2 separate regions of the Bicyclus anynana genome follow, and region 1 is linked to region 2. A link is a contact called in public Hi-C data. All regions are on one chromosome and are shown on one strand. Each heading gives the region's core, a stretch centred on a gene start, on an enhancer-like site or on the middle of the called end of the contact. The rest is flanking DNA. Distances are from core to core; before and after follow the strand shown.

What was found. A called contact is a pair of places that touch in the nucleus more often than the background predicts.
Region 1: a contact with region 2 is called in a Hi-C map of whole larva, with 3 times the contacts expected there. The contact joins two enhancer-like sites. A contact is called at or near these places in 2 of 2 Hi-C or Micro-C datasets (whole body and whole larva).

The regions. Positions count from the first base shown.
Region 1 is chr11:16,837,490-16,844,509 of ilBicAnyn1.1, forward strand. The region is part of intron 7 of LOC112058583 (protein winged eye); the gene reads left to right. Among protein-coding and RNA genes, the nearest start is that of LOC112058582, 38 kb to the right of the region's middle. Within about 2 kb of position 2,487, at least 8 of the 8 cell types and tissues checked have open chromatin away from gene starts, as enhancers often do.
Region 2 is chr11:16,790,021-16,797,030 of ilBicAnyn1.1, forward strand. The region is part of intron 1 of LOC112058583 (protein winged eye); the gene reads left to right. Among protein-coding and RNA genes, the nearest start is that of LOC112058583, 46 kb to the left of the region's middle. Within about 2 kb of position 2,446, at least 8 of the 8 cell types and tissues checked have open chromatin away from gene starts, as enhancers often do.

The DNA.
Region 1 (7,020 bases), core at 1,237-3,736, 48 kb after region 2:
CCCATATTCCTACGATAACGGGTACGATGCGGGTGAAACCGCGGCGTCTGCTAGTGATAAATAAAATACAAGCTTCATATTATTATTGAGAATGTTATGGGTATTAAAAACCACACTATATATTAATAGTAAAACACCTCTCTATTGCTTTGTTTTTAGTGTTGTATGCTTTCAGTATTGTAAATTGTAATACTGGCGTGTTGCATAATAATAGTTAACCTGGAAGTTACCAGGCGTCTCATTGTTGGTCTGTACAAACGTTACCGCCTTCGTTCGTGAACAATTTGCTTTGCTGCACTGTGAAGTTTCAATTTTGTAAATGCACATCTGAAATTTAGAAAATGAGCAGGGGAAAGCCATGACAACTAAATTTCCACCTTATGACATCTCTTTAAGACTGAGTTATGTTTGTAAAAAGAATGCTCAAGGGCAAATTCGGCTTAGCTCACCCCACGGATGTTTGCGTATAGAATTTGCTATGATGTAGGGGCCCGCATATCGACATGTATTAGAGAAGATATTTTTAATAATTAGTCGGTCGGGTCGGCCTGCCTACGAAATAAATTATGATAAAATCGATTTAAAATGTATTTTTTCCCCTATTTTATATGTACATAAAATACAAAATATACAAGTAAAAAATAATTATACAATATAATCAGCCAGTAAGTACTACATCAAACTATTTATTTAGAATTGTTATTAATCCATGCAAATACACATTTTATTTACCTAATATAAATAATTTAGCTGTTGTGAAATCTGAAAAAACAAGACAAGAAACACTTTTCATTCTCTGCTATCCTAGTATTTTTTTTCATAGGTCTCGCGCTTTTTATAAATAAAAATTTCACCGCTAAATAATGTAAATAAATTAAGAACAGTATTTTTTCTGTTTTGCATTTTTAATGTGTTATTTTCTATGAGGCTGCTAAACAAATAATTGAGTCGTGTGCTAGATAAGTTTCATTTATATGTATGTCAAAACTAATCGTGCAGTTTTATTTTTATTATCATCATCACTATAACTATAACTCATACTATTATGTGCTATTACCGCAAGGCACAGGGGCCAGCTCCAACAATCAAAAAGGGAGATTCGGAGATCGGATCACCCACCGTGCTCCATAGTGCTATAAGTTTAGGATGACACTGTTGACTCTGTAATGATTACTATCAGATGTTAATGATTACAACCGGAATTGACAACTTACTGCTTTCACGGCACGGGGAACCATCAAATTATTTCACAGTCTGCGAATATTGATTATATAACGTCGAGCGTGTTATCATCCCGGCCAGATATCTAATATCGTCTCTGTGTTCTCACCTTACTAACGGCGAATACTCAGGCATCCAGTATCCAGGATAATCTATCAACAGCTTGCTCTTCAATATGACTATAGATCTTGAGATAATAATAAGTATCTTACGATGCCTACGAAGTGGCGTCAGTTCCTGTGCATCGATATTTATCATTACTGCCTTTAATATTGCAGCCAGTAAACCTGTCATGCCCTGTACTTGCCGTGTGATTAGAAAAATTTAAGTTTAAGTTAATTAGAGAAATGTAATTGTTAAAGTTGTAAAATTTGCTTGAAATCTAGAAAGATAAATGTGTCAAAATACTTGTTCCTCGTTCACGGGATTACCGCCGTGATAAAAACCGTATTTGTACCGTATAACCGTATATTTACAATAGCTCACTTGAAAAGAAAAGTTTTCGCTGATCTGTTCTTTTTGAGAACCAAAAATCGGATACAGAAAGTGAACCCACGAGCAGAGACGGCGCGTATTGAGGAGGTTCCTTGTTCAGTTCCTGGCCACCGATTGCTTGGACCCTCAATCACTCCTACCAGGAGACTTGATGGTTTTAAATAGATTTAAAAATATTTGTATTTTTTGTGAAAGGTATTAAATTTTATTGGAATCATGAATTAATGGAGGATGGTGTTACTCATAAAGTAGAATAATGCCATCGCAGAAGATCCGTACAGCAGTCTGCAATAGACCGTAACAGTAACGCTATACCGGTCCGGCGTCCGCGGCGCCGTGCTATCGTCTATTTACGCTACGCCTCGCTACACTGAGCACGCAACGCGACGTAGTTCTATTCTAGGATAGGGACGCTATTTATCTGACCTAGAATAGAATCGGCGTGAAAATAATAAAACGATCCGCCGCCACGCCGTTTTCTAGATAAATAAATAAACGAACTTCAAACGAACGAAATACACAACAAAAGTGCAACTATTTTATTTTATCGATTTCTTTACATATTTTCAGTACGCTTTTTATTGGTTGATTTAGCTTATTTTATGTGGAAAACTAGGCTAGATTTGTTTGGTCGGAAAATCTAGGGGCACGAATGTCATTCGGCGTCGGATAAACCCTTTTCTTCAGCGCGCGTGATACTAGGCTATCAGCAGTTACTAGGAGATATTACGAGTCGTCGTGAACGTTTCGTGGTGAGTGGGAGCGAGATAGACTTACGCTTGGAATGCTGTTGTTGGAACGGTACCTTGCGGTGAAGGTCAACTGATACGATGTACAGTGTAAGTAGAAATAGAGACTTTAGTGCATAGTTTCGACAAAAATAAATCCAATAAGTTATATCTATAGTCGTTTAGGTATTTATTAAAAGTTCTATTAACTAATAAACTATTCAGGTAATTATGACACCGAAAATGTTGTCATAATTTAATTCATTATAAATTGCACATAATACAAAAACAAACTAATATGGTTTTAAAGTTTTTCTTTATACCTATGATTTATTATTATTATTTATTATTTATATTTATTATTATTTATTATTTATATGAGTAAAAAAATAAGTACTGAAATACATTCTTGTTGCTAACTTTAGTGGCTCAACGTTCCATTAATTTCTTGCATTCATGCATGCCATTCAAAGAAACTAAATGTAATTTTTAAACAATGATGTGAAACATAAACAAGCTCTCTGTACAAATATACTCTGTGGCACTACGTAGAAAAAACAGAGACGGAGTGATGAGCAAAAGCGAGACAGACATACCAGCACGTGCTTGTAGTTTCGTAATCATCTTTTTGCCTCCTCGCGCGACTGCCACTCCGATATTACATCTATCTCATTGTGGGAATTTGTTTCGTGAGAAAAGTTTTTTTGTTTTTGTTTATATTATTTGATCCGTATGCAAATTTCGTTAATCAAGGAAGCGTTCTGACGCGTTGGTAATTCTATACACACGTTTTAGATTGCTTAATGGATTTAATAAGACGTTGTTTAATTGAATAACCTTATTAAGTAAATGACCTCCTTTTGCGCTGAGAACTGGGCCCTCATAGATGATCGGAAAAGGGATAAATACAGCTCAGAATTGCTCTACTAGCTTTGATGAGAACGATCGTTCGTACCCGTAGTTTGGCAGTAGGTACGAACAAATGAATGTTCTACAAAATTACTTATATAAAAACGGGAAATGGTCCGCGGTTTCATCCGCGTAGTTCCCGTTCCGGTGTACATATGGGGATAAAATAAGGCCTATGTTACTCGATGAAGATGTGGCTTTTAAATTGTGTAAGAATTTTTGAGGTCAAGTAGTTTTTCAGTTGAAATCGAAACAAACAAAACAAACGTGTGCTTTAGACCACACGCTAACGTTAAAAGATTGAAGTAAAGCTTTTTTCTCTCCCTCTCCTATTTCCCTCTCAACGACTGTTCACATCGCCCGATAACACTTTTTGTAACGCATTACTTACGTACCTACTCCCCAAATCAAGCGTGTGTATTTTACTTTACAAACGAAGTTTTGTTTCAAAAAAATCTAATCTTTCCTCTATAAAATCCTATTTAATGAGTATCAAGTGACAAGGTTCTATATTAACTTCAAGGTTATAACTAGCTGAGAACTATTGTAAGAACACTCCATTATACATTTTTAAGGCTAGCCTTTTCGAACCTGGGACCTGATATAATCTGAAGCTACCTTTACCACCGGATCAACAGCAGTTTAAAATTAATAAGTAGACCGTAGATACCTCGGGCCGCATGTAAAACCGACGTCAGCGCCCGGAAATAAAACCGGTCCAGTCACATTTCAAGCCGGCACAATTGATTACTGACCCCACGGGATTACAAATTTACTATTCACGGGACTGTACTAGGGCAACATAATGTATAGATGATCTTATTTTTAATCATTTCGGTATATGCCGTTTGCCGACAAAAAGTCAAAGACCTCTCAATGGGAGTTTACAGTTAAGTAAGCATCTATGCTCATAATGCAGTCCTAGTGCAAAATTGCGAATTCACTGGAAACCACAGGTACGTTTCGTACAGGTACTAAAAGATAGACGTTTTTACACGCTTTTTTTTACATGAAGGTAAAATATTAAACGTAGCTTCATCTTTTAGTATACTAGAAATTGTTGCACTTTTTTGCCATCTAACTACACAAACCGGCATTTTTAGGGAGCTCAACGAAAACGATTTCATCATCGATTTAGAAAAACAGATTTAAAAAACAGTTAGATCGTTGATTCTTGATCTTTGACAGAGGGGTAGGTAACGTCTGGCTAGGCAGGTTCATAATCAATTTATCTGAGGTGTGAAATGCTAAGGAAGATAAAATAACTTTAAATAGTTTAAAAAACTAAAAAAAACACACTTAGCACGCACTGATTTTTTTTTTCGTAATCCTGACAGCAAACCCTTTCATTTGATATCCATATCATGGGGGTGGATTTCAAACAGCTAGTCCGTCAATTTGGGGAGGCCGCCATATTGGATTTGTAATGAATTTCTTAGCTAGTCATGTATTGTCATCAGAACTCGGAGCGTGTGCAAAATTTCATCCTAATCGAAGAGCGGGGAGTGGGTCAAATTATGATTCCAAGATTTTCTTACATACATAGTTAGTTACAAGTGAAGATAATTAATTCGTGTTAAAAACACGAAGTGTGAGATGATCCTCATAATAATCCAGGAATCAAATGAATTCAGTTCGCATCATCTAAAGAACACGGGCCAGGCCAGGCTTACTAGCTTCGTGTAAACCTCGCTTTATTACTGTGAACACTACTAGCCACTTGCCGAATACGAAGACCCTTCAGTTTCCGTGTTCGGCTAGTGGCTAGGTAAATAATAATAAGACTTATGCACACTAAACAAAAATGTCTTTATTACCACAGATTTTCTACTAGTACAAAATCTATGTTTATTACGTAATTGCGCGACTACCCGCGATATGCGACTATCGTCATTGCATATTTTTCTGCAATAGGTACCTATGCATAATTGCATTTTACATATTTAGCAACCACATCATTAATTGATTCATTGATTCATCATCTACTACATACATGTAAATAAAATTAAAGTGTATGTCTGCGATATGAATATACGTAACTATGTTTCTCAAATGCTTTTAGTTTACCTAATTACCTACTAGAGATGTGCCGACTATGACTTTTGCCAACTATCCGACTAGTGGGTTTGTTAAGAGACCGACTAATCGGCCAAGTAGATCATGGTTTCGGAGTGATACTTGATATTTAATTTATTAAAATGCACACAACTGAAAAGTTGTGAGGTGCATGCCCCGGGCCGGATTCGAACCGACACCCTCCGAAATTGGAGGCAGAGGTCATTTATCCCTCGGCTCTCACGGCTCTTAGTTTAGGTACAGCTAATTTATGCGTCGCCTGCAAGTATGTTTATGTTTATCGTTTAGGTACTTGGCGTTTATTTTCTTAATTCTTGTTCTTGAGTATTGAATGCCGAGCAAGCGAAGGATTATTAAAAAAAGGAATCCTGAGCGTCGCGAGACATTCCCTTTAAAACTAGTGGCCAACTGCGATAGTTGCCGACTAGTCGGCCCATCTACTATTTATCTATCTAAATATATACGATACTTAAACACGAATGAACTTTTTGTTTTATTTTTGTCTGTCTGTTTGTCTTGGCTAATCTCTGATACAGCTGACGGCTCGGGCTTTCACTAGAACTACTAGGTATGTAGAGCCGTGATAGCCCAGTGGATATGACCTCTGCCTCTGATTCCGGGGGGCGTGATGGGTTCGAATCCGGTCCGGGGCATGCACCTCCAACTTTTCAGTTATGTGCTTTATAAGATATTAAATATCACATATCTCAAACGGTGAAGGAAAACATCGTGAGGAAACCTGCATACCAGAGAGTTTTCTTAATTCTGTGCGTGTGTAAAGTCTCCAATCCGCATTGAGCCAGCGTGGTGGACTATTGGTCTTAACTTTCTCATTCCGAGAGGAGACTCGAGCTCAGCAGTGGGCTGAATATAGGTTGATAACGAACTACTAGGTAGGCATGTCTGACTATCGCAGGCTCCCAGTAGGTACATACGGTGACAAGCACAAACGCGTTGTGCACAAAATCACGAACATTGACAGGAATTTGAGTTGACAAGCTTTTGCCTATAAAATGACAAAGGTCTGGTCACACAGGCTCTTACCCCTTCAAGGCTTGTCCCATTGACCCTTGTCTATTGCTATCGGTTAAAGGCGTTCTGGAGATATAGATGTAGTACGTATACCTACAAATTATGTGATACAGCGATGATATTTTCGACAATATACAATTTGCCTAATCTATACAAACTAGCCCTCTTCCCAACGTTTCACCCGCGTGGAAATACTGGAATAAAATACTGCCTCTGACACTCACAAATAAGTGGGCTTTCTATTGGTAAAATAAATTTTAAAATCTGTTAAGTGGATCTAGAGATTACCCCCTACAACCTCGCAAACATTACCTCTTTATAGGTCGAGCCGACGTCCTCGGTTTCCTAGAAGATACCTATTCACTCTTGCTTTGAAGGTGTTTGAATTATTAGTGTCAAGAAACACAAACGCCGGAAGGGCATTCCAAAGTTTTTGGTACTAATTAAAAAATGTAGATGCAAAACGTTCGCGGACGTTGTAAAGATCCACTGTTTTTTTAATATCTTCGGTATAGTATGTATGAAGAAACTTGTGCCATTTGCCAGTCATCACTTCGTC
Region 2 (7,010 bases), core at 1,196-3,695:
CATTTATTAAATATAAATAACAACTTATTTGTTTACACTTAATTTATTTTTAAAAATAAATCTTTTTTCCGTCACAATACGCGCCGATACTCAAGGATTCGCCGTCACTAGCTTAATTTACCCATCTGTCTTTTGATCTAACTGCCAAAGTTTATGTACTAATATGATTATTTGAACAACAATGGTTGATTGAATATTCCTCTCATGACGGTTATTTAGTGAGGAAGTTCCGAGTATTTTATATATTCTCGTATTGACCATATGAATATCATTATATACTGTACGTGTATAAACTTTACTTTTTACGCATTCTATATATAAAAAACCCATTAAAATCCTTTGCATAGCTTAAAAGACTTAAGTGTACATATCGGCTGTATATCACTCAGTTGTATACTGTTTAGAGATAAACGTTGTAATGCAGATGCCCTAAAAGTAAAGTAAAGCGTATTTATTTCTCATAAAGCATAGTTCACTAAGCGTTTTATTAACAATTTTCCAGGTATTAAAATACCTTCAGCGTAATATGTAATGTTATATTCGATTACGACTGTAGTTTAAAGGTCAAAGTCGCTTTGTGTTCGCGATCTTTAATATTGTATGAATGACGCATGCGTTTTAGAATTGCATATAAATGCCAATACCTGTAAATAAATGATAAACGATTAACGAAACGATAGAATTTTAACGATGCAGCATTTTAAGCTGGAATAAAAACTGGTCATATGGAAGGAAGGTATATTACATGAGTATACATATAAAAATAGTTTACTTACGAATACCTACAATAAAATATAGAAACGGAGTGAAATTTTACGCTAATATGCAAAACTACTAAACGGATTTTAAGATTTTTTACAAGTAGATTAAGGTTACTTAGATCAGGGAAAACATGGCATTAGTTTTTTTTTTTAAAGAATATTTGCCATAAACTTTTTTTTAAAATATGATCAATAGATATAGAGTGACTGGTATTTTTATAAATCGAACGTATAAAAAATATATAAAATCAACCGAAATATTTTCGGACTGGCTATTGCAAATATATCAAATTGACGAGGAATATTCTCCGGAAAACTATCTTTAATTAAAAACATTAGTTAGGAAAATACGATACTACAGTCAGACAAGCAGACGTGGTAACTTGTCAAACCCTCTATTCCGTCAGTGGTTAAAAATGTGACACAATTAGCATTAGGGGCGCATACGAGGGTAGAAGCAAAAAAGCGCGCCAAAGCACGGGAAGTTCGGCCCGTAGGCGCGGAAATGAGACGCGCTCGGGTTATCGATGTTTCTCGGAACAGATAACTTATCTTGGACATGTAATAAATTATAATGAGCTCGGTTTCGGTATCGATGTTCCTCTTAACCTAACTGGAATTATAAACGCGAATGTCAGTTTGTTACCTATTATAATAACTATATATTCTTTTTGCAATAGTTGTCTGGAAATAGTATCCTATTATACTATCCAGAAAAAGTACTTTTCCAAAATTAAAATGATCGTCTGGCTACTTGATTCATAAAAATTGGTTAATTTTACAGCCAGGTATAGTCTGACGACTTCTGGTGGATGGCATACCTTATTATGTACATATAAGTATTAACAATATTGTGTCAGGTAAAAGATAACGTTTATTTAAGCAGTGCACATCACACAATCTCAGAAAACACAATTCATGAATGTCATCATACCCGGTAATTTATTATATTTATTAATAATATGTTTTTGCTAAACTCGCGACTCATTTTTCAATACATATTATAGTGAATGATATTTATTGTAATCTGAACTAGCAAACAATTTTTACTATCCCCAATAAGATTTACAACAAACATCGTTTGTCCGTCAACTGGACAACGTCACCACTCTCTACTGGTTTACATTCCGCGGTTATCGATAGTCATCACATCACTATGCGCCATCAAGAGCGAGCTAAAAGATACCCAAAACATTTGACTGTCACTCGACAACGCGTCCTTATCTTTTGAACCGATCATCCCTTTACGAATTCGAACATCTACAACGATCCGATCGTTCAAAATTGGTATTTATCGATGTGTGATTAATCGATTAGGCTTAGTCCTAAGTAGCGATAAATAATAATAATCGAAATTTATTAAAATATTCTTTCTAATTACAGAATCGTAATATGCATGCTTTGACCTCGAATTATGCACTCGCAAAACCTCACAGCACCAAATATGAGAAATTTTCACTACAGTTCGTTACATGTAGGATAGAGCGGGTGACATTTCGTTTCACTCTTGAAAGTTTGCCGCAATACGATAATACTACGTATTCTGAACGTCATACAGGCGACTGTCACTGTACCCATGCTATCTGAAAAACACTTTAGTTAGCAAAGCTTTCGTAGCGGCGCGGCATCACCCGCGTGACTATTTCTTTACACGTTATGGCAGTCTGGTACTTTGCGAGACGCCGCCGTCAGTCTCGCGGTCATTCTTACTCACTCACTGGACTCACCCACCACACACACCGTAGACACAGTAAAAATATATATTTTTATTGTGCCGTAGATGAATGAAATATGTATCTTAATGCATGTATAAGTAGTAAGTTATCATATTTGTTGCAAAGGGTATCAAGACGAAGCAACTTTTTAATAACAACTATTATTGTAACTAGTAAACTAGTTTTAATATCACACGCTGTGAAACGTGATAGATACCATATTCCTTAATCGAAAAGACTTATGAAGTAAAGCTAAACTTATGAAGTATTTATAAGTTCACTAGAAACTAAAATTCTAAAGTGGTTAAATTATAGCCACTTTAGTATTTTAGATAGGTTGGATTTATATTTATATCAGCTAGCTCTGTCTGTCCTCCCTTTCCTTTCTTTTCTTTTTTATTAATTTATGTTGTTACTGTACTGTATAATTAATAATTATCATTAAATAATATTTTTTTTTTAAGAAAAAACTACCCGTCCATCAATCGAACCCATATCTGTACTTAGTTGTTGAGAGTCGAAGTTGTTGTTGCCGTGCATACATTTTGAAATGTATATTTATATCGATATCGATGTATTAGTCCACGGTAACAATGCACATCACCGGAGGTCGCTACCTGAGCCTGGGCTTAGGTAGACGGTTCTGGGAAGCGCGTCACTTGATAACAGCGAGGAGTAAACAACTCTCAGTTTACTACGAAGTTCCCACAGAACACAGTAACTCTTACATCGACAATATTCCGCAGTATAGAGTAGTATATCCGATATGTTGTTTTCATTTCCTTGGCCAGAATGCTCAACAATATTTTAATCATATGTAAAACTAGCCTACGCCCTCGCGTTTGACTCGCATGGTTTCCGTCCTGTAAGTACTCAGTGAAGATGTAGTTGCCTAATGCTAAAATAATTTGTAATATCGATCAAGTAGTTAATGGGTTAAATTGTAATAAACAAACACACGAAAAATCAAACCTTACCTCTCTACAATCAAACCTTACCTCTTTTCACTTTAGACAGACGTGATAGCCCAATGGATTTGACCTCTGCCTTTGATTCGGAGGGCGTAGGTTTGAATCCGATCAGGGGCATGCACCTCCACCTTTGCAGTTATGTGCATTTTAGGAAATAAAATATCACGTGTCTCAAACGGTGAAGGAAAAACATCGTGAGGATATACCTGAGATTTTTTTTAATTCTCTGCGTGTGTGAAGCCTGCCAATCCGCATTTGGCCAGCGTGGTCGACTAAGGGCTAAGTGTGTGTGAGAAGAGAGGCGTGTTTGCCCAGAGAATGCATACCTACAATAATTATTATAATATTTGCGGGGACGATAATTAATATGTTCATTCTAATTTTGAAGGTATTTAAACTTAGACGGCAGGAAACAAATGTCGGAAATTTATTAACAACATACATTCAACGATTCCGGCATGATATTGCATAGAATTTAAGGCTTTTGGGGTTATATGTTCAATAAACTTGTATTTCTACCAATTTAGCCCGTAACCACTACATAACATGCCGTAACCATTTTTGACTGCCTTCTTAATTCTTATTGCAGTAAATGTCATTGAAAAAATTAAATCACAGAAAAAAGTCGTAGGCAAAATAGTCTTATTTAAAAAATATATTCATTGGCTATAATATCGGCTATATTACCTACTTAATTTATTTATAAAATTTTCAAGACCAAGTAAACATCATCATCATCATCATTATTATCAATTATCATGTCTGCCGATGGACGTCCATTGCAGGACATAGGCGGCATGGGCATAGGTCTTCTTGTAGGGACTTCCAAACATCACGATACTGAGCCACCTGCATCCAGCGAATACCTGCGACTCGCTTGATAAACAAATACCAAAACAAAAAACTGACAAAAAAAACTCTCAAGTCTTAACCGATCAACCTCACTGCCACAAACAAAAAAACACCAGGAGTACATAACTGTGCAGCGGTCGTGCGCACACGCATGCTATCCTATCATTACTAATGAGTAATAACAAAGCGCAACGACAGTGATTACAAGTTGTAGGGCACCAGCTGTCCGGGTTATCGCCGACACTAAATTACGCCCTAACGTGCGCGCCGCGGGCGGAGACGTGCGGCGGACCTAGTTCGTAAATTATCTATAAGTACATGGATCTCTTTACAGAGATACTTGCTTTTGCCCTCGGCTTGTTTCAAATGAATTTAGTCTTAATAGCTCAACAGTGGAAGGCTTGAATGAAATTCGAAAGGATACAATTTCAATTATCAGCTTTATAAATGTTTATCACTCGCGAAAATCGCGTGTTTTCGTTTAGTTGTAAAAGGCTTAGCTTAGGCTAAGTGCTGTAGAAAAGTGAAATTATAAGTATGAACAGTTCTTAAATTAAAAATATATTTTAAAGGCACAAAATAAATTAGGAATAATAATTGACCGTTATTGAAAGAGTTCAATTTGTCACTTCCTTGACTTTCTTACTTTGTTTTGTTATCATTAACTAAGTGTTATTAAATTCTATTGCGTAATTTTTCTTATTTGAAACATTCATTCGCCAAAGTGGAAATGGCTTAACCTTTACGATTTAACTCAATTGTTTTTGTAAATTGGGTATAAAAGCTGGATTAAATTGGGACTAAATAAAGCCGCTGTAACGCCGTACCTTTTAACCAGAAAGCACTAGGCAAGCGCGTTTCGCCACATACTCCAACATTGCATTTAATTAAATGAATGTATAGGCACCACACTTTCTTTATTAACCGACTTCCAAAAAGGAGGAGGTTCTACGTTCGGCTGTATGTATGTTTTTTTTTTTTTTTTTTTTTATGTATGTCCAGCGATAATTCCGTCATTTGTGGACCGATTTTAAAAATTCTTTTTTTGTTTCAAAGGGTTTGATTCCAGGGTGGTCCCATTTTTTTCATGTCAGGATCTGATGATGGCATCCTGGAGAAATCGAGGGGAACTTTCGAAAATCGTAGGGACGGCTAGTGCGTTAGTTAGTGTTTCCATAATCTATTTTAAGCCACTACAATTTTATGAAGGTCTGGAGTTGGTCTGATGATGGAGCCGAAACACAGACGATGGAACTCGTCAACGATTTACAGCAGGTACCTTTTGTTTGGGCTTGATTTATTTGTATTGATGAGAACTTTCCACCTAGTTGGGTTGAGACTGTATTAAGGGTCTGATGATGAAGACGAAGGACAGTTAAGAGAACTCCTCAACGGTTCACAGTAGCTACCTTGTGTTTGGACTTGATAAATTTGTATTGATGAGAACTTTCCACCTAGATGGGTTGTGACTGTATTAGGGGTCTGGTGATGAAGACGAAGGATAGTTAAGGGAACTCCTGGACGGTTCACAGTAGCTACCTTGTGTTTTGACTTGATAATTTTGTATTGATGAGAACTTTCCACCTGGATAGGTTGTGACTGTATTAGGGGTCTGGTGACGAAGATGAAGGAGAGTTAAGGGAACTCCTCGACGGTTCACAGTAGCTACCTAGTCTTTGGACTTGATAAATTTGTATTGATGAGAACTTTTCACCTAAATGGATTGTGACTGCATAGGGGGTCTGGTGATGAAGACGGAGGACGGTCACCTTTCACGTTTTTCTGAATATTCATATTGCGTGTGGATAAAGGGGGAGTGAAATTTTGTGTATGAGTTAAGGTAGTATTTTTAAAATTGGGATTGTATTACTTAGATACTTATCATAAGAAAATAACGTTTTAGCTAATTGTTTATTAATTTTTGTTCACACTCAGTAGGTGTGCTAACACTAAAAATTAAAAAATAAAAATTTTAATAAAAAAATTCAACCGACTTCCAACTCAAAAATTAGCCTAAACTAAAAAGCAAAAAATAACATCTTACCTATGTGCTACCTTCTGATCAGTTTGAAGGCGGTGCTAATCCAGTGTCATGTTTTAATTAAAGCCGTTTTTGAAAGAACCACAGAAATTTTGTAATTTAAACGGCTTAAATTAAAACATCTCTGGCTTGGCACCGCCTTCAAACTGATCAGAAGGTAGCACATAGGTAAGATGTTATTTTTTGCTTTTTAGTTTAGGCTAATTTTTGAGTTGGAAGTCGGTTGAATTTTTTTATTAAAATTTTTAGTTTTCTAAGTAGAAGCTAAAATGTACACATTTACATCAAAATCTTGCAAATAAAATTTCATGTATGTAGTTAATTCTCTAAGTCTGTAAAAAACTGTTAAATTAAAGATTTTTTATGAAGACTGTCTCCTTGCATTTTAATTTGGAATTTGGCGTGCACTTCATAGATATGCACAAAATATGCATTGCGTACACAGAGGACTGATGCTAAAGAAAGCTCTATTGAATAAGGAATTTTGTAAAATTTGTACATAATGCCTGCCCTAGTTGAAAACCTTGTGCACGCCACTGCTGTGTTACTATTTTGCGCTAAATAGTGGTGTCCAATTAGTGTTTCAAAAGTATTTCTAGTACACGTACATAAAACCTGCTGAAATAAGACCCGGCGGACCAAAGCTTTTATCACGACATCAGGTAGGTAT